Linked DNA regions of Drosophila melanogaster: region 2 is linked to region 1. A link is a contact called in public Hi-C data. All regions are on one chromosome and are shown on one strand. The core of a region is the stretch at or near the end of the contact, and the rest is flanking DNA. Distances in the headings are between cores, read along the strand shown.

Region 1 (5,949 bases), core at 2,874-5,373:
TCCTTCCAGACTTCACCACCGTCAAACGGGGCTATGTTCGTGTTCCCGGAAAGCCGCGCGAGGATGAGGAGCAACAGCAAATGGTGTCGCTGTGCAATGAACGTTTCACCGTGCCCGAGCTGCTCTTCAATCCCTCGGACATTGGTGTGCAACAGGTGGGCATTCCGGAAGCGGTGGCCGATTGTCTGAAGGCTTGCCCCTGGGAAGCGCACCGCGAACTCCTGCTCAACATCCTTATTGTGGGCGGCAGTGCCCAGTTTCCGGGATTTCTGCCGCGCCTAAAGCGCGATTTACGTGCCCTGGTGCCCGACGATCTTGAAGTGTCACTCATCTGTCCCGAGGATCCGGTGCGGTACGCGTGGTACGGCGGCAAGGAGGTTGCGACCAGCCCCAACTTTGAAGAGTTTGTTTACACGCAAGACGACTACGAGGAGTACGGTTTCCAGGGTATCAATCAGCGGTAACATGCACGTAGTCGAAGTATTTTTTCAATAATAAACTTGATTTGCACATGGGTTTTCTAGAACATTCCTTGTCTATATATTGAACTAGGGCTAAAGAGGACAAACTGCCAGCCTGCGGCAAGGAAGCGGGTGCGTCACTTACCTAGCGCTACAACTAAAATTTAACTATAGAACACAACTTAATATTTAGAATTCGTTTGCGAAGTAAAATTTACAAAGGATGCGGTGCTTTTGCCAACAACGTAATGAGATACAAGGTCGGGCCGCGTACTGCATTTAACTTAGTTAATTTAGGTCTGTCTGCGAGGCGGGTGCCGGCGGATCTCCTCCGGATCTCCATCGGTTTACATGCTGAACGATTCGCCGCAGCCGCATGTGCCCTTAATGTTCGGATTGTTAAACACGAACTCGCTGGACAGCTTCGATTCCACAAAGTCCATCTCGGTACCTGCAAGCGAATTATACTCTGTATTAGCTGGCTTGTCCAATGCTATGCTAAGCTGGTATGAACTTACCCAGCAGCGACAACTGCGCTTTCTTGTCGATGAAGACCTTGACGCCATCCTGGACCACCTCCTCATCCAACTTGTCTGCTGGCAAAAATCGACACAGAACGCAGCATTAGATCTCCACCGAACAACATTCTGTCCAGAGTGGCTTACCTTTTTGGCTGGCATAGTCCAGCGTGTAGGACAGACCATTGCATCCTCGCTGCCGTACGCCCACCTTTAGGCCAACCTGTGGCAGAAACAACATCGAATTTCTGTCATTAACTGTGTGGCTAATTTATAGGCAGCCTTGTTTATTGACCAAAGACAAAGAACTCGGTATTCTAATAAGTCTGTCTCAATTCAAAGAATTTAATCACTTAAAAACTAAATGATTAACAACAAGATAAACATGCTCATCAAAATTTGGTCGGGTCAAAATTTGGAAAATCTAGCTGATTAACGCAGGCCGAATTAGTTAGCATGGCTTATATTTATAGCTAATAATTTGCGCTAAAATATATGACTGACTGAGGAAAAAGCCTATTGTCAAATATAATGCTTGAAGAAGCCCTCTTGCGAACTTCCTATACTCCATGCAACCAGTGCTAAAACTTAAATAACATGCACGGGAACCTTTAAAGAGCTAGGCGAGATTATCAAGATCTCAATCGTGGAAGGCGATAGAATGCCCACTAAAGTGTAGCCTTGGTTCGATGACAACTTGTCAGCAGTCACTCACCATGTCCGGCTTGTCCTGCAGAAGCGTCTTGATGCGTAGCACCGCCGCGGGTGTCTGAAAAGGATTGGGGGAGATCAGAATCATCAGATCGAAGGGGACTGTTACTTCATCAGCAGCAGCATGCGCCGATTTCACCAGGTTTTGGTTTCCTTACCAGAGTCAGAGCGGCCCGCGTCGGGATTAACTTCCGGCCTTTCACCGCCCGCACTGTCGCCGTTGCCACCACACGTGTCGCCATCGGTTCGTGCCCTTTATATAATTTGTTTGACTCGAGAATTTCCACAAAAAAAATTCGAAAATATGAGTGCTTACTACCAGATGGTCGATAGTACTGTCGATAGTATCACGTGAGATGGCATTAACAGATGTCATCGATTGGCAGTGTCACGGGATAGCGGAGAAACGGTTACTACCTGTTTGAAAAATAAGTTATTTTTAAGCCCCAGAGTCCAGGTGGACTTCATTAATAACTTAACTTAATATTTCACAGTAGAATTTATATTAACAATTGGTTTTAATGTCTGTGAGTTACAGCAAATTTTATCAGCACCAGTGACAGCTATAGTAACTTTTTAAAATCGTGACTCGCGACTAGTTTTGAAATGAAAGGAGGTGCCATCTCTAAGTTTAAATGAATTTCACACTTTTCGATTGAGTTAAATAATATCAACAAAATCGAGGATATGTCCGCCCTAAAAAAATTTTATAAAATCAGCGCAGGTGTGAGAAGAGGCGCACTACTTACCAGTTCCCGAAGAACACAAATTGATGCTTTAAATAGTCCACAATTGCAGTTGCAAGTGCATCACTTTGCAACCAAAACACAAACAGCTGTTTTTAGCAGCAGCAACAACTACACGTGCATTTGCCGCAGTATACACTGCAGTAAGCCAGTGGTATGTTTGGAAATCAGTTGTAAATACAAATAAACTACCCAATTGATATTAAATAATGTTATTTACATTTGTAATTTAAAATATTATAAATGGAATGCAATATTTAAAATTATGTATAACAAAAAAGTTAAGTATAATTATTTTGCTCTGCTCCCAGGACGATGCGGACAAGACGGTGGCCACGAATAGCATTCCTCTGGCGAAACTGGAGGCCAAGATGCAGCTGATCTACACCTGCAAGGTGTGCCAGACCCGGAACATGAAGACCATTTCGAAGCTGGCATACCAACGCGGCGTTGTTATCGTGACCTGCGAGGGCTGCTCCAATCACCACCTGATCGCCGACAATCTGAACTGGTTCACAGATCTGGACGGCAAGCGCAACATCGAGGAGATCCTGGCCGAGAAGGGCGAGAAGGTGGTTCGCCTGACCGATGGCAACTGCGAGTTTTTGCCGAAACATGATTAAACTCGTAGTGTAGTTAAGTGAAAACGAATGCCACTTTATTTAGCAGCTCCAGCAAATGTGTCCAGGAATTGGGGGGTAGTTGGGCACGCAGCTGCTGGGCGAACTGCCGGCGACATATGGATCCGGTGGCCAGCATCAGGTAGGTTATGTATGTGGCCTCGTTCACGGGCAGCTGCGAGACAGCCGTGACTGGTGCATCAGCGGTCAATTGCATCTCATCCAAGTCTAGGTAGGGCAGGTGGCGATTCCAATGGTCGATTAGGTAGGCAATAAGGCTGCCGGCCAGACGTACATGCTCCATACTGGCCCAGAATCTCATCTCATTGGCGGATTGCGATACGAACAGAAAGATATTGTGCAGGAAGCCGGTGCAAGCGGTAGATCCGCCCTCCGATAAAGTGTCACAGATCATGTGGCGCATTAGGTAGCAATCCTTGTGAATTTCGCTGTCCTTTGGCTCCCTAAAAAGCTGCAGCCACACCTGGTACTCAATCAGCTCCATGGAGCGCTTTATTGCGGTCTGCATGTCCTCAAGGCTGGATAAGCGGCCAATCCGCTTGACTAGCCGTCGCATCTGCTGAAGATCGGGATTGATAAAATCGCTGGAAGAAAGCGCATCCGATTGGCGTATTGCCGACCAGTCCAAATCACCGATCTCACTCCACGCAGGCTGAATCTCGGCCAACGTTCGATGCGAAAGATGAAGCAGTGGTGCATGAGTTTCTCCCTTTCGTGTGTTCACGATGGTGGTACACAGCTCACGAATACACTTCCGTCGATCCACCAATGCAGAGCAGCTAGCGAAGAAGCCACGGCAATCGCAGCGTTCGGCCAGCGATTGCCCGAAGCGATCATAGCACTCGAACAGGTACAGGTGAGCCTTTAGCAGGGATTCCACAACGGATTGGCTCAGTCGCAGATGGCGGTGCTCGGAGTGCATCTCCTCCTGACAATCGTGCAGCCATGTGAGTAGCTTGAGACAGTGCGGCGCCACATCTTCAAGCACGCTGCTCGTGGATAGGCTCAGTTCTTTTCGGATAAACAAATCCATACGGACTGCAGCTGTCAGCTGTCCGAAAATTCGATGTCACAATCGATAATGTCGATCGGTTTGCTGTGCATGAGATATCGATCTGTCGTTGCCCGTTGCGATAGAATCGAATTTCAAATTGAAAGGCGCCCAAATTAAATGAGATCGACATTAAGACCTTATATATGTATTTATTTATATATATGGCGTACCCATCCTTTCCAGCCGCATTTATAATGAGCATGTGAAGTGATTTCTGAAAATTTATTGTGATAAATGAGCTTATTCTTTATTCCACATTCTTTAAGTTACATCTGCGTCTCATTATTTCAAAGGTAAACATAAAATGCATTAACATAAGGACTTATCTCTTACATCAAAATACTTTAATCCATTTAAATATTTTTTCTGTTGCTTCCCTTTATCTTCGGTACGTACATTCACTTAAGTAAACAAGTAACCCAAGTGTGTAATCTGTTTATGTGCATTTGCGATCTATAAACTACGTTTAATCCTTTTCTATTCGGTTTCGCGTTTGGGTAAATGAAAATGTGTCAGTGTATTTTTTTTCTTTATATAAATCCTTTTCTTTTGATAAAAATGTGCAAAACGACAGAGATAGATTCCAAAAAATTAATAAAAAAAAAGATGAGTTGCGCAGAGAATTTTAAATCGAATATACTTTTCGCGTCTGTATCAGTTTTATATTTTATATTTTTTTTTGTTAGGTTTCCTTAGTTTTCTTCCGTTTTCTTTTGAAAATTTAAGAAAATATATATTGTATATATATATAGGCGCGAAAATTAATAATTAATTCAACATTTTTATATATACTATATAACTATATGTACTGTTTATGTATGCAGTTTCTGTTGCCGCTATCGCAAATTTGCAGTGGCTGTTCTGTTCTCTTCTGTTCTGTTCAATTCAAATCAATTATGCATTTCTCATCGTTGCACCCGTGTATTTGAGGGCGTTGTAGGAATAGTGTTGCGTCCATGGTTTGTTGGTTACTGGTGGCTCTGCCGGCTGGTGCTTGAAGCTGCCGTCACAGTTGTCGCACCTTAGGCGAAGCCAAAGCCCTCGGAGCACTCGTGTATGGCCTTCAGCAGGCAGCTCCGCAGCTTGTCGTATGACTTGTACATGGGCAGATCCAGTTGGTTGAAGCTGCAATCAGAGATGGGTAAGTTAATACGGTCTATGACATTGCAAACAATTCATGCGACTTGTGGATCCCTACTCACCAGGTGTGTGCACAGGGCAAGCGATCAGTGGATCGATCGTCCCGATGGATTTGGAACTTTTGAATCCCGTTCATGCCCTCCAGCGAGCCGAAGCCCTGCAGCGGCACTTTCGATGTGCCAGTGACGAATTGCAGGAACTTGGCGCGGTCCGCTTGGTCAAAGCTACGCAGTGCACGCCAGAACCATTGAATCTAATGAATGGGTAAAAAATACATGGTTTAGAGAGGGATGGAGGATGGAGGAAGATGCACAATCATGGTCTCACCTGCGCCGATTTAGAGGTGTACTTGTGGTACTCGGTGTTCGCCTTTAGATCTTCAATGTCAATATCCGGCAGGCCGGATATGAGAAGTTCCAGTTCCTGTTCGTTGAATATCGAAATTAAATGCTTTGGAATAATGTCGTAGAAGCCTTCAAGGAATGCGTCCAATCTGTTGTGGGGAGTAGCACGATTTAAAATCCATAGCATGGAATATAAATATATGTGTACTTACTGCTGTCGAATGGAGCCGCTCATCTTGAGCTGGCACACAAGCTGCACATACTCAAACTTGTTCTCCTCGGTCACGGCGGTGTCGCGTCCGTTTGGCTTGAGATCCCGGATTTGGGTGACACC
Region 2 (5,644 bases), core at 195-2,694, 870 kb before region 1:
GCGGCCAGGTCGTGTTCGGCTATGTTGTCGGCCAGGGCCACCTCCTCATAGTTGAGGCCTTTGGCATCGGAGCCGTCATCAAGATCATCGGCTGCATCGGCATCCACTTCGGCTAGCATTATCCGACGGCGTCCTCGTTTCCGCTTGGTAGTGAGGCGTCCATTGGACTGGCGTGGCTGTGACTGGCGGAGATTAGCTGGGGAGGATAAGGCATCGTTCCCATCTTTGGACGACGGCGAAAACCAACCGCTCAAGGAGGCGGGCAGAATGCTGGACACGCGCATCTTCATCTTCCCCATGATGGACTGCAATTGCAATTGCACGGAAGTTGGATATTTGATGGGAACCAAGTTATCGTCGACTGTACTTACGTTGTTGCTGTCAGACTCCCGTAGGGCTCCCGCCGAGGATTCATCCTCTTCCTCCTCCTCCTCCTCGCTTTCTTCAGGCAGCTCCTTGAGCGGCGTCAGCGGATGCTTTTTGGCCAATTCGGCTTGCGAGGATTCCCTTTGCTCCTGTGCATCCTCCATTATGCCGCTTTAGATTCAGACTCACCTTTTTAGCCGGCGAAGCAACGGCACAAAAGAGAGATGCAAAAAAAACGCGAAAAAGAAGCGTTGCCGCACACACAACAAAAAACGTAAGTAAAAAAAAAAACCAAAAAAAAAGCACACACTGTTGCAATTCCTGCGAGCTAGTTTGTATGTGTAGGTGCGGATAATGTTCGCTCACTCGCTTCGTTCTCACTCTCTATCCTGCCTTCTCTCTCTGTCTGTGCGTGTGCAAAGGTGTGAGTGCGCTTACGCACGCCGTCGTGGTTTTTTTTGTTCGCGTTTCGCCGAGGTTTTACACACGCCGCGATATTTTTAAATAATATTCTGTTTGGCGCCACAAACTGGTCGCGTTTGATCAGGATTTGACTTCTTGGCCACCAATGAAGAGCAAATTCTGGGCACAAGCACTGCAAAATTAGAGGCGGGAAAAAGGATTGAATACCGAATTCGGGCGAAGCGCTCGAGGTTCTTGCTTTTGGCTTTGCCCTTACCGCTTTCCAGCATGCCGCCCGTTTTCTTCAATATTTGTTTTACTTTTGCCGGATAGATTTGATATATATTTGATATATTTTCACCTTCCTTTTGTCTTTGTGCTTCTTCCACTTCTTCCGCACACACTGCTTTCGCAATTCTTCGTTCCTCTTCTTCACGCTCTGCTCACACACACACGCGCGCAGCGATTCGGTACGAATTTTGGCGTTTTACCGCCGCGAAATCCACACTTTTAATTGCAATTTAACATTTGCCGCTGGTCGCATTCAGGTTTTCCATTGTTGCACGAGAACACGCACCACCGATTTGCAAGAAACAGAATTTCAAAAGAGCACGATTTGATTGGGGAAAAAACGCGTGTGTGGCCACAAAGTAGAGCTGGAACCAAAATCGATGTTTGTCAGATACTATCGGCGTGTCGGGCAGCGTGTGCTAATCGATACGTTGCCTGCAGCTATCGGTTACATGCACGTTTACGGTTTGGAAGTCTGTAATTATTAAATATTTTTAATTGGTGATGAACTGCCATACGGGCTTATTACTCAAGAACCGCTTCAAGTGCGACTTATAACATATGTAACCATTTGCTTGTGTTGTCATTTGAATACTAAGCATTTGCATTGACTAAAAGGAATTCTCGTTTGTATCTTTAAGTTGGAGTGAGGTATTTGTTTAGGTTTTTACTTGGCTGTGTGATAATGCAAAAGTTTAAATACTGTACTAATGTTAATCGATAGTTGTCCTAAAAAGAATTTCCAGCGAGTTAAAATTCAGCGAGTGCTAGAGTGACCACAGATTCTGCATTAGAAATAAAGCAAATATAATAAACGAACATAATATGAGCGCCAAATATAAAAGCCCTTATTAAGGTGCAAATATGACAAAGAAATTATACAGTATAAATGTTAAATAAATCTTAAAAAATGGGTTATAGGGGAAACCATATTGTTTTGGTTCAATTTTAGCAAGCCATTTTAAAACAACTTGAATTTACTACTAGATGAATCAAATATGTTACCTCTTAACGTCTAAGAAATTTACATTTTTAGGGCTGGAAAATAAATACCGCTAGTCGATATCGTCATCTTCTCAGTTTTGCCATCCCTAGTTGTTGTTATTGTGTTCGTCGTGTTGTTGTAGCACAGTTGTTGTTGTTGCTGCTGCTGGGCAAACAAGTGTTAAAAACTATTTGTGCTGCAATATTTTCAGCAATTACCGACCGCCCTCGCCGCTGTTCACCACCCAACTTAACCAGCAACCCAGATTGGAGCAACAAAATCCACAAAGGCATAAAGAATCGACTTACACAATAAAACCTTAATCGGTTGGGTAAACAACTTGATTGCTGTGAGCAGCCAGTTGGGTTAATCTCTTCGATTTGTCAAGTCCAGCAACAATGAGCCAAACGGAGGCTAGCAAGACACCCAAGATTCCGGACTCGGAGCCGGACGGATCGAAGGGCAAAGGGAAGCAACAGCTGGAAACTTACCGGGTATATGTGGTCACCTGGAATGTGGGCAGTCGATTTCCGGATAACATATCCCTCCGCCATCTGCTGGGACTGCAGGATGTGACGGTGGATAAGGACACGAAGGAGACTAATGCCCACTTGCCGGACATCTATGCGTTGGGGCTCCAGGAGGTCAATGCCCAGCCGCAGCAACAGGTGTTGGGACTGTTCAAGGAGGATCCGTGGACGCACAAGGCTAAGGAACTGCTACGCAACTACGACTATGTGGCCGTAAAGACCGAGCAGATGCAGGGGCTGCTGCTCAGCATGTTCGTGAGGCGGCAGCACGTTGAGCACTTGCAGGACATCGAGGCGGAGTTCACGAGGACCGGTTTCGGTGGCATTTGGGGCAACAAGGGCGCCGTCAGTGTCAGGTTCACCCTTTACGGCTGCGGACTGGCCTTTGTGGTGGCCCATCTGACTGCCCATGACCATATGATGGACGAGCGCATCGAGGACTACAAGCAGATACTGGAGAACCATCACTACCACGTCAAGCGGTATAGGGAGATCTACGATCACGACTATGTCTTCTGGTTTGGCGATCTGAACTTCCGACTGCAGGGCAGCGATTCCTCGACGGAAGTGCGCGAGTTGGTACGCGATGAGTCCCAGCACGAGGCCCTTATCCAGCGGGATCAATTGTATCAAGTTCGCGAGAAGTCGCAGCTGGCCTTTCAGGTTCTGCAGGAGCGACTGCCCGCCTTTCCGCCCACCTTCAAGTTCCGCGAGGGCACCTCCGAGTACGACCTGAAGCGGCGGCCAGCCTGGACGGATCGGATAATGTACGCCGTGCAGCCACTGAACCGGCAGCCCGGCATGCAGCTATCCATTGAGCAATGCTCGTATAAGTCCCATCCCCTGTACACCATCAGTGATCACAAGCCGGTGACCAGTGACTTTACCATCAAGCTCTACCCGAATGTACGGGCGCCCGGCGTGGTGTTCTCGCCTCTGTCGCTCTGGAAGATTGGGGACGAGAACACGGTGGAGTATCACAAGCAGGCAGAGTTCGACGAGGGGTCCAACGACTGGATTGGCATCTTTCCGTCGGAGTACGCCAGTTTGGCGGATTACGTAGCCTACGAGTATGTCAATCAGGCTGAGTCGCCCTCATCCTCGGACTCCAATCACCAACCGGATCCGTTTGAGACGCCCTCGCATCATCGAAGGGGTCGGCATCATCACAGGAATCGCCAGCGACAGCGTCGCCATCAGGAGGCTAATGCCCAAGAGTTGGTGCGGCTAGATTTCGCCGACGATGTGGAACTGCGTCACGGCGAGCAATACCTGTTGATATATTTCCGCAGCACCGGAGTCCGGGGCGTGACCAGTTTGGCCGGCGTCAGTGGTGTCTTTGTGGCGGAGAAGCGGCACGGCTCGCCCCATCGGACGGAGTACCATGTTGACTAGCTAGCCGAGGCTCTGGATATCTTTATTCTTTAGTCTCTGTTTCCATAACCGCCGTGTTGATCTAATTTTATTGACCTCATGTGACCGTGTTAAGTTTGCTTGTTAGCTGTTGACTCAGCGCCTCCTCTCCTCTCCCCCCCTCCAAAATACGTTAATACATACATATGTAATTATACATAATTATCGAACCAATAATATTTGTGTTTACTACCAATTCCACCTATTCCCGCCCTGAATGAATCCCGCTTTTTCGTTTGCATACATATGTTCTATTTGCTCTGCTGTCATTTTGTTATTTTTATTTGTACGGTGTCATGGCACTAGATATTTGTATTTAACCGGTTTGTCAAAAGGTTAATTACGCCACATTCACTGTCACACATCTACACTATGACACACCCTGTTGCCAGTAACAGGCAAAAACTTATTGATGAGAGCCAGGTGAGAGCTCTAAGCCAAAATGGGCAGAAACCGGAGTCTGAAAAGTGATATTTTTGAATGCCTCTCAAGTGAAATATATAGAGAAAAGGTATTATATTGAATAGAGTAGCAAAGTATGAATATAATTTTATCTTCATTTAACTACTATTTAATGTAGGCAAATTGTATTTAATTTTTTGAATAACAAAAAAGAGAAAAGTGAACTTTTTAACCATGATTCTAAACCAACCAGCTCAACTTACGAAAGATTTTTAATGTTTTAAACAAAAAGAAAAGGTTTTTCTCCGGAAACGTAGACTTTTATAAAGCGGCATGCGATGTTTTTTCCATTATCTGATTGGTATATAATCTATAAAATTTATATAAGGATAGTTTAGATAAGAACTGCACCTTAACGATAGCTGCAACCCAAGTAGACCACCAAGCAGAAAATTCAAGCAATCTGCATTGACTTCCCCCACCCACCGTACAGTGGGTCAATGGAAATCCGAACTGGCGCAGCCCTTGCCCACTCCCACTAATTGGCAATGTTTTGATGACTGACTGACTAACTGGTGGAACGTACAGTGGGCCGTAAAAGTCTGTGGTGCCCACCGTACTCGAACGATCGAATGGTGTAAACATTTTCGAGCCCATCTATGGTCCGAAAACCAAGAAGACAGAGAGCATTAATTTATGCGGGCCCGGTCAATTGAAATTCGTGTGGCTTAGTAACCTTCAGCAACTATTAGATAACTATATTACCCTCATACCAGTGGACACTTAACCAATGTATGTGTATGGGTGTGCATTTACCCACCTACCTATAAACATATAAATATATATATATATATACATACATACAGTCGTATGCCTTATCAAAGTGAACATTAATCAATTTACTTAATCGAATGAAAACGTTTACAATTGTGTAGTATTTTATGAGTACATAGGACAATTTCATGTTGGATTTCAGTTAATGATCAGTCGAATTAAGTGTGTAATGACTATATAAACCAAACATAAAGCATAATGCAAATCAAACGCCTCAATCACTTCGAATACATTGCCCTTGCACTTGAATTATCGTAATTTCTATTTAACTTTTCAAAACAGCATCTTTATAAAGCATCAATACAAATTATATCTAGTGAAAATATATAAAAAAAAATAAACCTTTAATAATAGAAATTATTAGAATTTTCACTTTTCTTGCCAACTTCTCACTCCGCCTTCACCTGGCCTCGTGTCCAAC

What was found. A called contact is a pair of places that touch in the nucleus more often than the background predicts.
Region 2: a Hi-C map of the Kc167 cell line shows a contact between it and region 1, with 2.1 times the contacts expected there. The contact joins the promoter of Nup153 here to the promoter of CG8191 in region 1. A contact is called at or near these places in 24 of 107 Hi-C or Micro-C datasets (the D17-c3 cell line, the Kc167 cell line, the OSC cell line and 10 more) and 1 of 6 datasets of contacts at active chromatin or transcription factors (the Kc167 cell line).

The regions. Positions count from the first base shown.
Region 1 is chrX:15,730,352-15,736,300 of dm6, reverse strand. CG8191 reads right to left here and starts at 4,123. Exons shown (of 1, transcript NM_132832.3): 1 at 2,638-4,123. The coding sequence starts at 4,110. The coding sequence ends at 3,073. HUWE1 (HECT, UBA and WWE domain containing E3 ubiquitin protein ligase 1) reads right to left here. Exons shown (of 20, transcript NM_001298363.1): 17 at 5,828-5,949; 18 at 5,599-5,764; 19 at 5,334-5,524; 20 at 4,366-5,256. The coding sequence ends at 5,154. CG12379 reads left to right here and starts at 2,305. Exons shown (of 2, transcript NM_132833.3): 1 at 2,305-2,590; 2 at 2,748-3,079. The coding sequence starts at 2,378. The coding sequence ends at 3,059. It overlaps MagR (Magnetic receptor), which reads right to left and starts at 2,031. Exons shown (of 5, transcript NM_132834.2): 1 at 1,849-2,031; 2 at 1,695-1,748; 3 at 1,127-1,202; 4 at 980-1,054; 5 at 521-912. The coding sequence starts at 1,932. The coding sequence ends at 809. It also overlaps Arp6.
Region 2 is chrX:16,595,041-16,600,684 of dm6, reverse strand. It overlaps Nup153 (Nucleoporin 153kD), which reads right to left and starts at 1,444. Exons shown (of 8, transcript NM_132908.5): 1 at 1,046-1,444; 2 at 372-961; 3 at 1-305. The coding sequence starts at 530. CG9784 reads left to right here and starts at 2,189. Exons shown (of 1, transcript NM_132907.3): 1 at 2,189-5,549. The coding sequence starts at 2,443. The coding sequence ends at 3,969. It overlaps Ubc7 (Ubiquitin conjugating enzyme 7), which reads right to left. Exons shown (of 4, transcript NM_001298405.1): 4 at 4,818-5,644.